2 separate regions of the Columba livia genome follow, and region 2 is linked to region 1. Evidence: chromatin contacts called from public Hi-C data. All regions are on one chromosome and are shown on one strand. The core of a region is the stretch at or near the end of the contact, and the rest is flanking DNA. Distances in the headings are between cores, read along the strand shown.

Region 1 (5,218 bases), core at 1,813-4,312:
GACCATAACTTCGTTCAGTGTGCAGGTTGGACAGTGAACCAGGAGGAGTGCACCAAAAAGCAAACACTTTCTCTTGTAAGGCACAATGTGGGTATCCAGAAGGGGTGAATAATATTCTTGGCTTTGCTACCACCTTTTGTTTGATGTTAAGTTGGGTAAGATAGTATCATAATGGAAGTGTACGAGGTGGCTGAATTATGGTGGTGGTTTGGCAGCATGAATTACGGCTTTCTCCACTGTAGCTTTTTTGGTTTGTGCTTTGCAACCTTTGTGTTCTTGCACCCGAGCTTTTTCAGAGCACACATTGTCCTGGAGGTCTGGGTAGATCCCTGGGGTTTTTTTGTGTCCTCAAAAGAAAACAGAATCTCGGTGATCACTGGCTTGTTCAGTTTGTTGTGATCGTGCCGTTCTCCACTTGAGGGCGATGTGACCTGATTCAGTACACACAGGAGGCAACTCGGTGTGAAATTAAGATGACAGAATTTTGGCATCTAACGTTGGGTGTTCAAATGAGGTCTAAGCACCTGAGTTCCCACTGTAGTTGCTGGAGATGTGGTCAATATAGCCAGTGGAGTGTGGAGGGAAAGCCGGATTTCTCTAGAATAGACAGGTGTCAGCTGGACACATGAACTGCTCCCAGAATTCACTTGGCTGTATTGGGTAGAGTCATGAGTACCTTCCCAACATAATACCTTTTGTCTTTGAGATGGCCTTGAGATGGCCATGAGTCTCCTGTATCAGCTCCAGCTCCTGCCCCAGAAGGGTCTCCCAAAGGTTCTTGGTTGCATCTGCCCGTTGTGTAGAGGTGTTTTGGCTATTCCAAGGTATGTCAGGTGGCACTGCATGTCTAGTTGGACAACCAAACCAAGACTCAGGTCTCTGCTCACAACTATGGAAACTTGGACATGTAGCTCATGTGCAGACAGAAGCACTCAGCTGCCTACATTTAAGCCTCTTGTTCTCAGGTTAAGCCCTGCACAGGGTTATCGATGTCACTAAAGAAGGGAAGATGACCAACTGAGTGTGGAAATGCAGGACATTTTTGCTAAGAGGACTGCAAGTCTACCTCTCTGTTGGACTGTAAGGAAAGCACTTCAAGGGTCAAGATCTCATGTCAAGAAGCAGCTGATGAAGTTGACTGAAAATACTGGTGATGCTCCACTGCCAGGCTGCATAGTCAGGTTTTGTTACAAAATATGTGGCAACAGCGCTTTTTAAAGACATAAAACTTTGTTTTGTAGAGGTCCATGTTGCTCTTTATGGCAAGAAATATATTTCAAGTTTCTGCAATCAAGCAATAGACTTTCTCTTTATAGCCCTGGAAAACTACCTTGCACTTCAGGAATATGGGAACATACAATGACTGCCTGACAAACGCTACTTGATCTAAACAATCCACCTTAGTTATGTCTGTTTTATCTATCTGTCTGATTGGCATTTGCTGTTCTTGTTTGGAGAAGGAAGAGAAGATATATCCATGGCAGAAGCCTAGGAGCTCGTGCTTCCTTCTGGAACTTGCTCCCATGACCATGTTCAGAGTCTTCACAGGTTCAGTTCCTTTCCTAAGGTCAGTTTTCACACATGACACTGGAATTTTTTTGAGCAGAAGGGTACAGATTCTGCCCTACTGTATATAAGTGTTGTTCTGATGTGATTAGAGCTGCTCAGAAACTACCATCTTTTTGGGTCAGTGGGGAGAGGAGAAGACCAAGTCCCAGGTCTTGGAGCAGAGCCCAGAATTATTTATGCTTATCTCCTTGAAATCAGTTGAAGTTTAGACCTGTAACGGACAATTGGGTCAAAAAATACTGTTGTGGGTATCCCCAAATACCTCTTATCTAGTTTCTTGGGTCTGATAATCTTCTGATGGTTGATTTAATAACACTTTGGTTGAGTTATAGTTCATGCAGGGCAAGGATTTAGATTGTTTTGAGAAAAAAAAGGAAACGAAAGTGCTTTCTTAGTAATTCATTTATGTGTTAGTGGGTTAAGAAAATGATTGTTGGATCATTTGTTTTATACGTGCCTCTGTCTCAGTTCTCAGACAGACAAGGTACTACTATTCTCTTAGTCTTTGATATGGAGCAAAGTAATAATAGAAGGGAATTAGTACAGAAAAAATAATTCTAAAGGGGAGATTTCACACTGGCACGTGAACCTCACTCACATTAGGTTGCACAGAGGCCAAGAACTGAGCAGGGCTCGAGACAATTGGAAAGCATCTGTCCTTGTCTAGGAAATTGTCCTGGGTCTCAGAGATGCCCAGAGAGGTAGTGAATGCCCCATCCCTGGAGATATCCCAGGCCAGGCTGGACAGGGCTCTGAGCAACCTGATCTGGTGAAGATGTCCCTGCTCATGGCAGGGGTGGTAATGGATGAGCTTTGAAGGTCCCTTCCAACTTGAACTGTTCTATGATTCTATGATAAATGCACATTGTGGGGCTCCCCAGCCTTGGCTGTAGTCTTGCATTTCCTCCCCAGACATGCAGCAATAGTTCTGCTCACTTGTATCCCAGTGAAGCCATCCAGAAAGCCCTGGCACTGCAGTGGCTGACCCTCCAACCATCTGCCAGTGACAGCAGGAGCCTCCTGGCTGCCTTGTTGTGGGAAGCACACGGTGACATTCTTGCAAGAGGGACTTCTGTTGAGCAATCGCCTTGCAAAAGGCTGAATTTACTGGCTTTATGTTAAAAGCTTCCACTGTAGTGCTGAAGGTAATGGGAATATACATTCCTGCTGGCCTGCTTGTTGCTGATTTGACATCATGCCACATGGGGGAGGTGTTGGAAATAGGCAAATACTACAGAATTTTAAAAAAATTAAAAAAAAAAAATCACTCTGAGTTGAAAGGGAGGAGAGCCAGGAAAGGAAATACCTCAGGCAGAGAATTACTACTTCTGTATCAAAGCCAGCAGCTCCTTACTCTAATATTTAACACCCAGGAGAGCTGAGGGGGAGGATGCTGAGAATGGGTGAAATTTTTCAAAGGTACCCAATTTCTAGTGATTTTCCTTGGGTACATTTTTCTGGTTAATATCCATTTTGATGAGAAATGGAACTTTTGGTCATCAGAAGCACATTTACAGCTTCCACTGTAAATTGCTGAACAGTTGCAGCTTGAAAGAGAAGTGTGGAGAGCAGCTGGAAAGGGAGGTGACACCAACCCCTACAACCAAAATCCAGCACTCCGTGCTGCTGCTTTTCTTACTAGAAGTCAAAGTAAATTGTTTCATTCTGGGTCAAAGTGATTGTTTAAAGTGTCAGTAGAAGGGAGGGGAAAAGGAGGAGACAGCATTTTGCTGTGCTTAGCTACCTAAAGGAGGGCTATTGAGAAGAAGTACGCAACAAAAGAAGATGAAACAGGCCCAAGATGTAGCAGGGGAAATTCCTTTCGGACATAAGGAAAAACATTTTTCTCATGAGAGCAGTGAAGCACTAGAAGAGAAGCCCAGAGAGGGTGAAAAGTCTTGATCTTTGGAGACAATCAAAACTCAATGGAGCAAGGCCCTGAACAACTAGATATGACCTCGAACCTAGACCTGCTTTGATGAGGTCATTGAGCTACAGACCTCCAGAAGTCCCTGCCAACCCAAATTATCCTTTAGTTCTGTGAAGCTGAGATAGAGTTTGAATAAAACGGGAAAAAAAATATCCCCATTTTCCACTCATTCTTGTCCCTTCAGCACAGCTGGAGGTTGGTGTTCTTGTGCTTTGCCATGCTTTTTGCTTTTAATATCTCTGGCACATACAGGGTACTAATATCCATTTCAGGTGCTTTGTTTAATCAATTGAGCTAGTTTCAAGTTATTTTAGTACCCAGGGATGCTGTCTGCATCAGTAACAGTGAAATCAATTGCACTGCAACAAGGAGCACCCTTATTGCTTTGCCAGCAGTTATGGGGATGTATTCTGATGCTACAGAGACAGGGAAACAAGGTGAGGGCCAGACAAGGTACAAGCTAGGTTCTATAAGCTCACCGAGGAAAAGACAACAAGAAGGAGAAGTTAGCTGGAATTTATCAGAAGGCTTGAATCTGGTTGTCAAAGTACCATGGTACATGCATAGGGATCTTCTCTTTCTCTCTGCACCCTTAGCCCATCTTTTTGGTAGGAATGGTATATCCTGAGGACCCAAGATGAGATCCAGGCATAGGAGGCCAGTCCTTTTATCCAAACCAGCACCATGACTGCTCATATGTATCTGATAAGTAGCTACGTCCAGGTCTTCTTTTCCAAAAGAAGCAATGATTTTTTTGCCTGTTTGGAGGTGGTGCAGAGGAATCCAAGAGGTGCGGCTTAGTTTTGGGACAGGGAGATGTGGGGACTTTCTCTTGCTGTGAAACCCTTAGACATTTTGGAGTTTTTGATTTGTGTGTGGCTTGGACTCTGCATCAGAGGCAGGAAAGCGAAACAACCCATTGCACTGGATATTAACAGGGCAAATACCTTAATAGTGCTTGTCACATGTTTGGATACCATGGGGCTCTGGGTCTGAGCCTACCTGCTGACTCCAGTGGGAAAGTCCACAGGCTGACTTTTTTTGTCCACCCCTGTAGATATATGGAGAGTCAGGAAAGGTCCAGGACGCTGAGTTAAACGAAACACTTGCTGGTGTGTGTGTCTTTTTTCTGTGCTGGCAAAAGCCCTGTTTGAGTGGATCCAGAAGGCTTTTGTCCCAAATATTTACAATACGCTGCTAAAAGGAACTGCCGGGTGTGACCTGGGGGCCTTCTCTCCACTTCTTTGCCTGAGGGAGATCCAAAACAATGTGAGGGAGCTGGATTTCCTGCCAGGCTGGTCTCCGCCTGGGGAAGGGATGAAAGAAAACTGAACCACAGACAGCAGATGTCCCTTATATTACTTAATATAGAACACCACGGGGGGCGGGAAAAGAACCTGTAGTGGATGGATGAGCTGAAAGCTCTGCTGGGGATCAGCAATCCCACAGCTCTTGGAAAGGGTTGGGGTGTGGAGTGGTCAGACCCTCGGCCACATGTTGGGGTGCTGCAGCCAACTTAAACCCTGACTTGCTATGGGTCACTGCGTCTGCTTTAACTTCGCTGCAACCAGTGAGAAAAGGGGGAAAAGCTGGTGCTTTGTCATTTATTGGAAGAGGGTATGATTCCTCTGGAGCTTTTGAGTCCTCCAGTGAATCACAGAGAAAGCTCTATTCCTGCCCAGCGCTGCTCTTCTGTGGTTTCAAAAGAAACTGTGCAAA
Region 2 (5,218 bases), core at 1,602-4,101, 180 kb after region 1:
TTGGCGGTCGAGTGTTGTACACCGACACATTCAGGAAGGCCCTCGTGCCTCCAAGACAGGGCCCACCCGTCATCAGGGCACCATCTAGAATTACGTATTGCCTCCATGACATTTGCATCTTTGAAGCAAACTCTCAACTCATCCCTCCTGTGCTTCTGTACAGCTAGGAGCTGTCGTTGTGGTTCCATGGGCTGGGCAGAGAGACACGGGGTGGCAAACCAAGAGATCAGTACGAGGTTATGGAGTACAGCAGCAAAATCAGCTTGAAGTTTTTCTCAGTCCATCCTGGCTGCTCACCCTCACACATCGCTATGGTTTGTTGTCCTTGCAGTGGTGCCATCGGGGTGACCGGTGGGGCTGCCCCATCAATCACACACACTGGGCAAGATCAGAAGTAAAAATCCTGGTGGCATCACTTCACATGTTGGTATCAAAGTGGCTTTGGCACAAGAGAAGACCTTTTTCCCAACATTTTAGCTCCGAAGCTTGAAAGCTTCGACTGGTAAAAGGACTAAGGGTGAGATTTTCACAGCAGTCTCCTCTGAAAAAGCCATACCACGTTGAAACTCTCACCTCATCTTCACTGTTCATGGTCAGACCAGGCACCTTCCCAGTGAGACACGCTTGCTACCAAAAAAAAACGCATTCTAAGAGGTTTACACCTAAAATAATACCTAAAATAATATCCCTGGAAAGGGGTGGCAGATGCTCGCTCACAATACTGTGTGGGAAGAACCATGGAGCTAAGGGGCTCACAACAGAACATGGATGCAGAGGGGGATTTGAGGAGACCCTGGTATGGCCAACCTCAGGCTCCTCCATGGAGCCAAAGAAGACAAATCGTCCCACCTTCATGGACTTGATCTTACACAGGGACTCCTGCAGCTCAGCTGTATCCAAGCCCTGTGGGGTACAGCCGGGTGACATTTTAAAGATCTGCACCAAGAGCAGGCAGCTTCACAGCATGAGGACTCTGACCATGCCACTGGCTGTTGGCCCAGCCCCAGCTCGTGGGGTGAAAATCCAGCCAAGTGCCAAAATTGGGAAACACTGGGTCAGTCTGCACCTTGCCAACCGCTGCAAGGAGTCTGATCCCGGACTGATGATCTCTGAAAGCTCCTGGTGGTCATATTGTGCTTCTTCCTTGTGGGGCCTTAAATGTCTCTGGGGGCCACACCTCGCTCATAGGGCCAAAGTCCCTTTCAGGGACCCAGTTCTCTCTGTGGGACAATTCGCACTTGTGAAGCTCAAACTCATTTTGGTGGTCAACCCTTGCCCTTGGAGGTCCCCAACCCCCTGTGGCACCCAAATCTGTTCTGGGATCCAAATCTTGCCTGCAGACCCCCAACTTCCTGTGGGACACAAACCCCCCGTGTGACCCACATCCATTTTGGGGTCCAAGCATGGTTGTGGGTTCGAACCCTTTGTGGGTCCCCAGCTCCCTGTAGGACCCAAACGCCCCTTGGGAGCCATCTCTATTTTGGGGTTCACGCCTGCTTGTGGGTTCCCAATCCCCTGTGGGCCCCAAAGGCCTGTGGTACCCAAATCTGGTTTGGGATCCAAATCTTGCCTGCTAGTCCCCAACTCCCTTTGGGACTCTAACCTCCTTTGGGACTCTAACCCCCTATGTGACCCACATCCATTTTGAGGTCCAAGCCTTTTTGTGGGTCCAAACCCCTTTTGAGTCCCCAACTCCCTGCAGGACACAAATCTGTTTGGGCTTTGAGCCTTGCCTGTGGGTTCCCAACCCCCTGTGACACCCAAATCTGTTTTGGGGTCCAAGCTGCTCCTGTGGGTCCCCAACTCCACATAGGACAAAAACCCCCCTTGGAACCCCCCTCCATTTTAGGGTCCAAGCCTGTCTGTGGGTCCAAACCCCATGTGGGTCCCCAACCCCCTCTGACACCCAAAGCTGTTTTGGGGTCCAAATGCTGCCTGCAGATCCCCAGCTCCCCGTGGGACACAAACCCCCCATGTGACCCACATCTGTTTTGGGGTCCAAACCTGGTTTTGGGTCCAAACCCTTGTGAGTCCCCAACTCCCTGTAGCACCCAAATATGTTCGCAGGTTCATGCCTTGCCCATGGGTCCCCAACTCTCTGTGTTGGGACCCACCTCCATTTTAGGGTCCAAGCCTGTCTGTGGGTTGAAACTTCTTGCGGGTCTCCAGCTCCCTGTGGCACCCAAATCTGTTTTGGGGTCCAAATGTTGCCTGCAGATCCCCAGCTCCCTGTGGGACACAAACCCCCCATGTGACCCACATCCGTTTTGGGGTCCAAACCTGGTTTGGGTCCAAACCCTTGTGAATCCCCAACTCCCTGGAGGACTCAAATCTGTTTGGGGGTACAAGCTGCTCCTGTGGGTCCCCAATTCCCTGTGGGACACAAACCCCCCTTGAGCTCCACATCCATTTTAGGGTCCAAGCCTGTCTGTGGGTCCAAACTTCTTGTGGGTCTCCAACCCCCTGTAGCACTCAAATCTGTTTTGGGGACCAAGCTGTTCCTGTGTGTCCCCAACTCCCTGTGGGACACAAACCCCCCACGTGACCCACATCCATTTTGGGGTCCACACCTCTTTATGGGCCCAAACCCCTTGTGAATCCCCAACTCCCTGTAGGACCCAAATCTGTTTGGGGGTCCAAGCTGTTCCTGTGGGACACAAACATGCATTTTAGGGGCCACGGCTGCTTGTGGTTCCCCACCCCCTGTGACTCCCAACCCCCCCCAGCTGTGTCCCATCCCCAATCTCTCTCCCTCCCCCGTCCCCCGCTCCCTCCTCAGCGCGGGGCGGGGCGGGGCGTCCCCTCGGCCCTGACTCAGCGCCCCGCCCCGGGGCGGGGGGGAGCGGGAAGCCGGGCGGGCCGGGCACACGCCGGCCCCGCTCCTGTCACCGCCTGCGTCAGAGCCCGGAGTTTTCCACTGACGAAAAAGGGCAGCGCGGCGGCGGCGCAGCCCCGGCAGCGGCAGAGCGGGAGGCGCCGCGCCAGGCACCGCCGCTGCAGCCGGAGCCGCCGCGCCGAGACCCGCCGCCGCCGAAGGTAGGGCCGGCCCGGGGGCAGCCGGCGCCGGGATGGGGCTGGCGAGGGAGGGAATGGGGGGTCCGCCGCGGCGGGGGGAGGTTTGCTGCTCCGCCGTCCCGCTCGGGGGGTCGGTGCGGTGTCCGGCGCGGTGCTCGGCCGTTGGGGGTCCGGTATAGAGCCGGGTCGGTGCTTGCCCGCCGGGGTCCGGTGCGGTGTCCGGCGCGGTGCTGGGCTGTCGGGGGTCCTGGGCAGAGCCCGTATTACTCCGCCGTCGGGGGGTCCGTCTCGGTGCCCCGCCGCCCAGAGCCGGGCCGGCGCGCCGCAGCGGCGCCGTCTGGCCGGGCTGCTCCTGCCCGGGGGCGAGGGGAGCCCGGCGGGGCTGGGGCTGGGGCCGGCCCGGCGGGAGCGTCCGGGCCCCCCGGGCGGTGGGACCGCGTTCCCTGGGGGCGGGGGGTTCGCTGCTCCCCGAGCCCTCCCGCACTTTCCCCTCGGTAGAAAACCCCGCGTTATATATACATATAAATACCTATATATTTATTTAGAGTCGCTCTGAGTTTCCCTCCCCCCCCCGTCAGTTAAGGCTCCGCTCCATCTTTACGGTTGCGGTTCCAATTTTCTGATGTTGAAAGAAAGGCTGGCGGGGGGGTGGGAGGCAGAGGGGAAGCCTTGCCGGTTCGCTCTTCCCCAAATCTGCCGGGCTGGGGATGCTTTCCCGTCGCTACAGCAACACCTACCGACCGGCGCACGGATGGACAGACGGACCGATAGAGAGCGGGCTCCCCCCCCCTCCCCCGCCCCCAGAATAAAAGAAAAATCGGGGCTTTAACTACACACCTGAGACGAGAGAAAAAAAATCACCTCGCACAACCCAAACTACTAAATTTCCTCAGTGTGTATGTTTATTTTTTTAGTATGTCCCCCTCCCGGCATCCTCAAAAGTGTCTGTCACCTCCGAGTTACATAATGTCGCTGTAGGAAGAGGCTGACACATAGGGACAACCCTTTCCTAAAGCAGCCCTGCCTTACCAACGTCTGGTAACGACAATGCCTCGGTGGGATGGAGAGGAAAACCTCACGGCCATTTACAAACCTCAAAGTCTTGTCGTTTGTTACAGGGAACTCATCCGCAGTTATTATTTCATTTTAATTTTTTTTTCCCCACTATATATCTATATATATATATATATTTCCCCCTCTGCTGAGTGGTTTGCAGATGAAGCCCATCAAGGCTGGGGGGGTTTATTTTTTGGTTTGTTCTCCATGTGGAGAGACTCTGCAGCTCCCGGCAAGCCTTTAATAATTCAGCGCAGGAAATGCGGTCGTATATATAGCAGGCAAGGTAATGCACGGCGTGTACCTACAGGAGGACAAATATGGAAACCTGGTGTGAATTATTCATGAGGTGTAATCAAATAGAGGATTTTCCTAGACAAAGCACACTTCTCTGTTTTCATATTTATTACAGAACAATCTGCGCCAAGTACATTTGAACCTCGTTTCATTTGGGCCATGTCTGATAACCTTTAATGTATTTGCTAATGTTTCTTATTTACCTTTCAAGCAGCCAGTGAGAAATAAGGGCTTGATAGAAAAATCCTGAAAAGCCCTTTTCTTTGTGGCCTTCCAAAAATTAGTAGATGGAGTAAATGCCTCTGATGCTCTTTCCCGGGGAAGGTGTTTTGCCTGTTTAGTCTCTGGCAGGAGAATAAACTCGTGGTGCTACAAACTGATTCATGCTCCTGCTCCGTGGCACGGGGTGCGTTGGGTTTTGCTGTAGCATAGTAGGCAGAGGCTATTTTTAACCAGAGCAAGGTTATGAAACCTTAGACCCAGCTGAGTGAAAATAATCTGGTCTGAACTGGAAAGCACAGCTTGTGTGGCTGGGGACACACGTGGGGACTGGAGGGTCCTGATGGGATGATCCTGCTCACCTTGACCCCCGCCTCGGTCAGCCCCGAAATTGGGAAGTGGTGTCATGGCAGAGGCTGTCACAGGGAAACCACTTAAGTAAATATGTAAAGAATTAAGAGTAGTTAAATGGACGAGCAATGAATCAGTGTTGATAGCGCGGTGATTATTAAGTAACCCAGCGGCGTTCCTGGACTCACCGCTGCTGTCAGACATCAAATGTCTGGGATAGCTCAGCGGGAAGCTCCGCTCCGCACCAGTTTTTGGCGATATTGCACCCCAAGGTCGCCCG

Evidence for each region. A called contact is a pair of places that touch in the nucleus more often than the background predicts.
Region 2: a contact with region 1 is called in a Hi-C map of liver, with 2.0 times the contacts expected there. The contact joins the promoter of CSRNP1 here to the enhancer-like site in region 1. A contact is called at or near these places in 2 of 2 Hi-C or Micro-C datasets (crop and liver).

What each region holds. Positions count from the first base shown.
Region 1 is chr2:6,194,684-6,199,901 of bColLiv1.pat.W.v2, forward strand. No RefSeq gene overlaps it. Among named protein-coding and RNA genes, the nearest start is that of XIRP1, 100 kb to the left of the region's middle. Within about 2 kb of position 3,063, at least 2 of the 3 cell types and tissues checked have an H3K27ac peak away from gene starts, as active enhancers do.
Region 2 is chr2:6,372,324-6,377,541 of bColLiv1.pat.W.v2, forward strand. It overlaps CSRNP1 (cysteine and serine rich nuclear protein 1), which reads left to right and starts at 2,852. Exons shown (of 5, transcript XM_065050375.1): 1 at 2,852-3,036.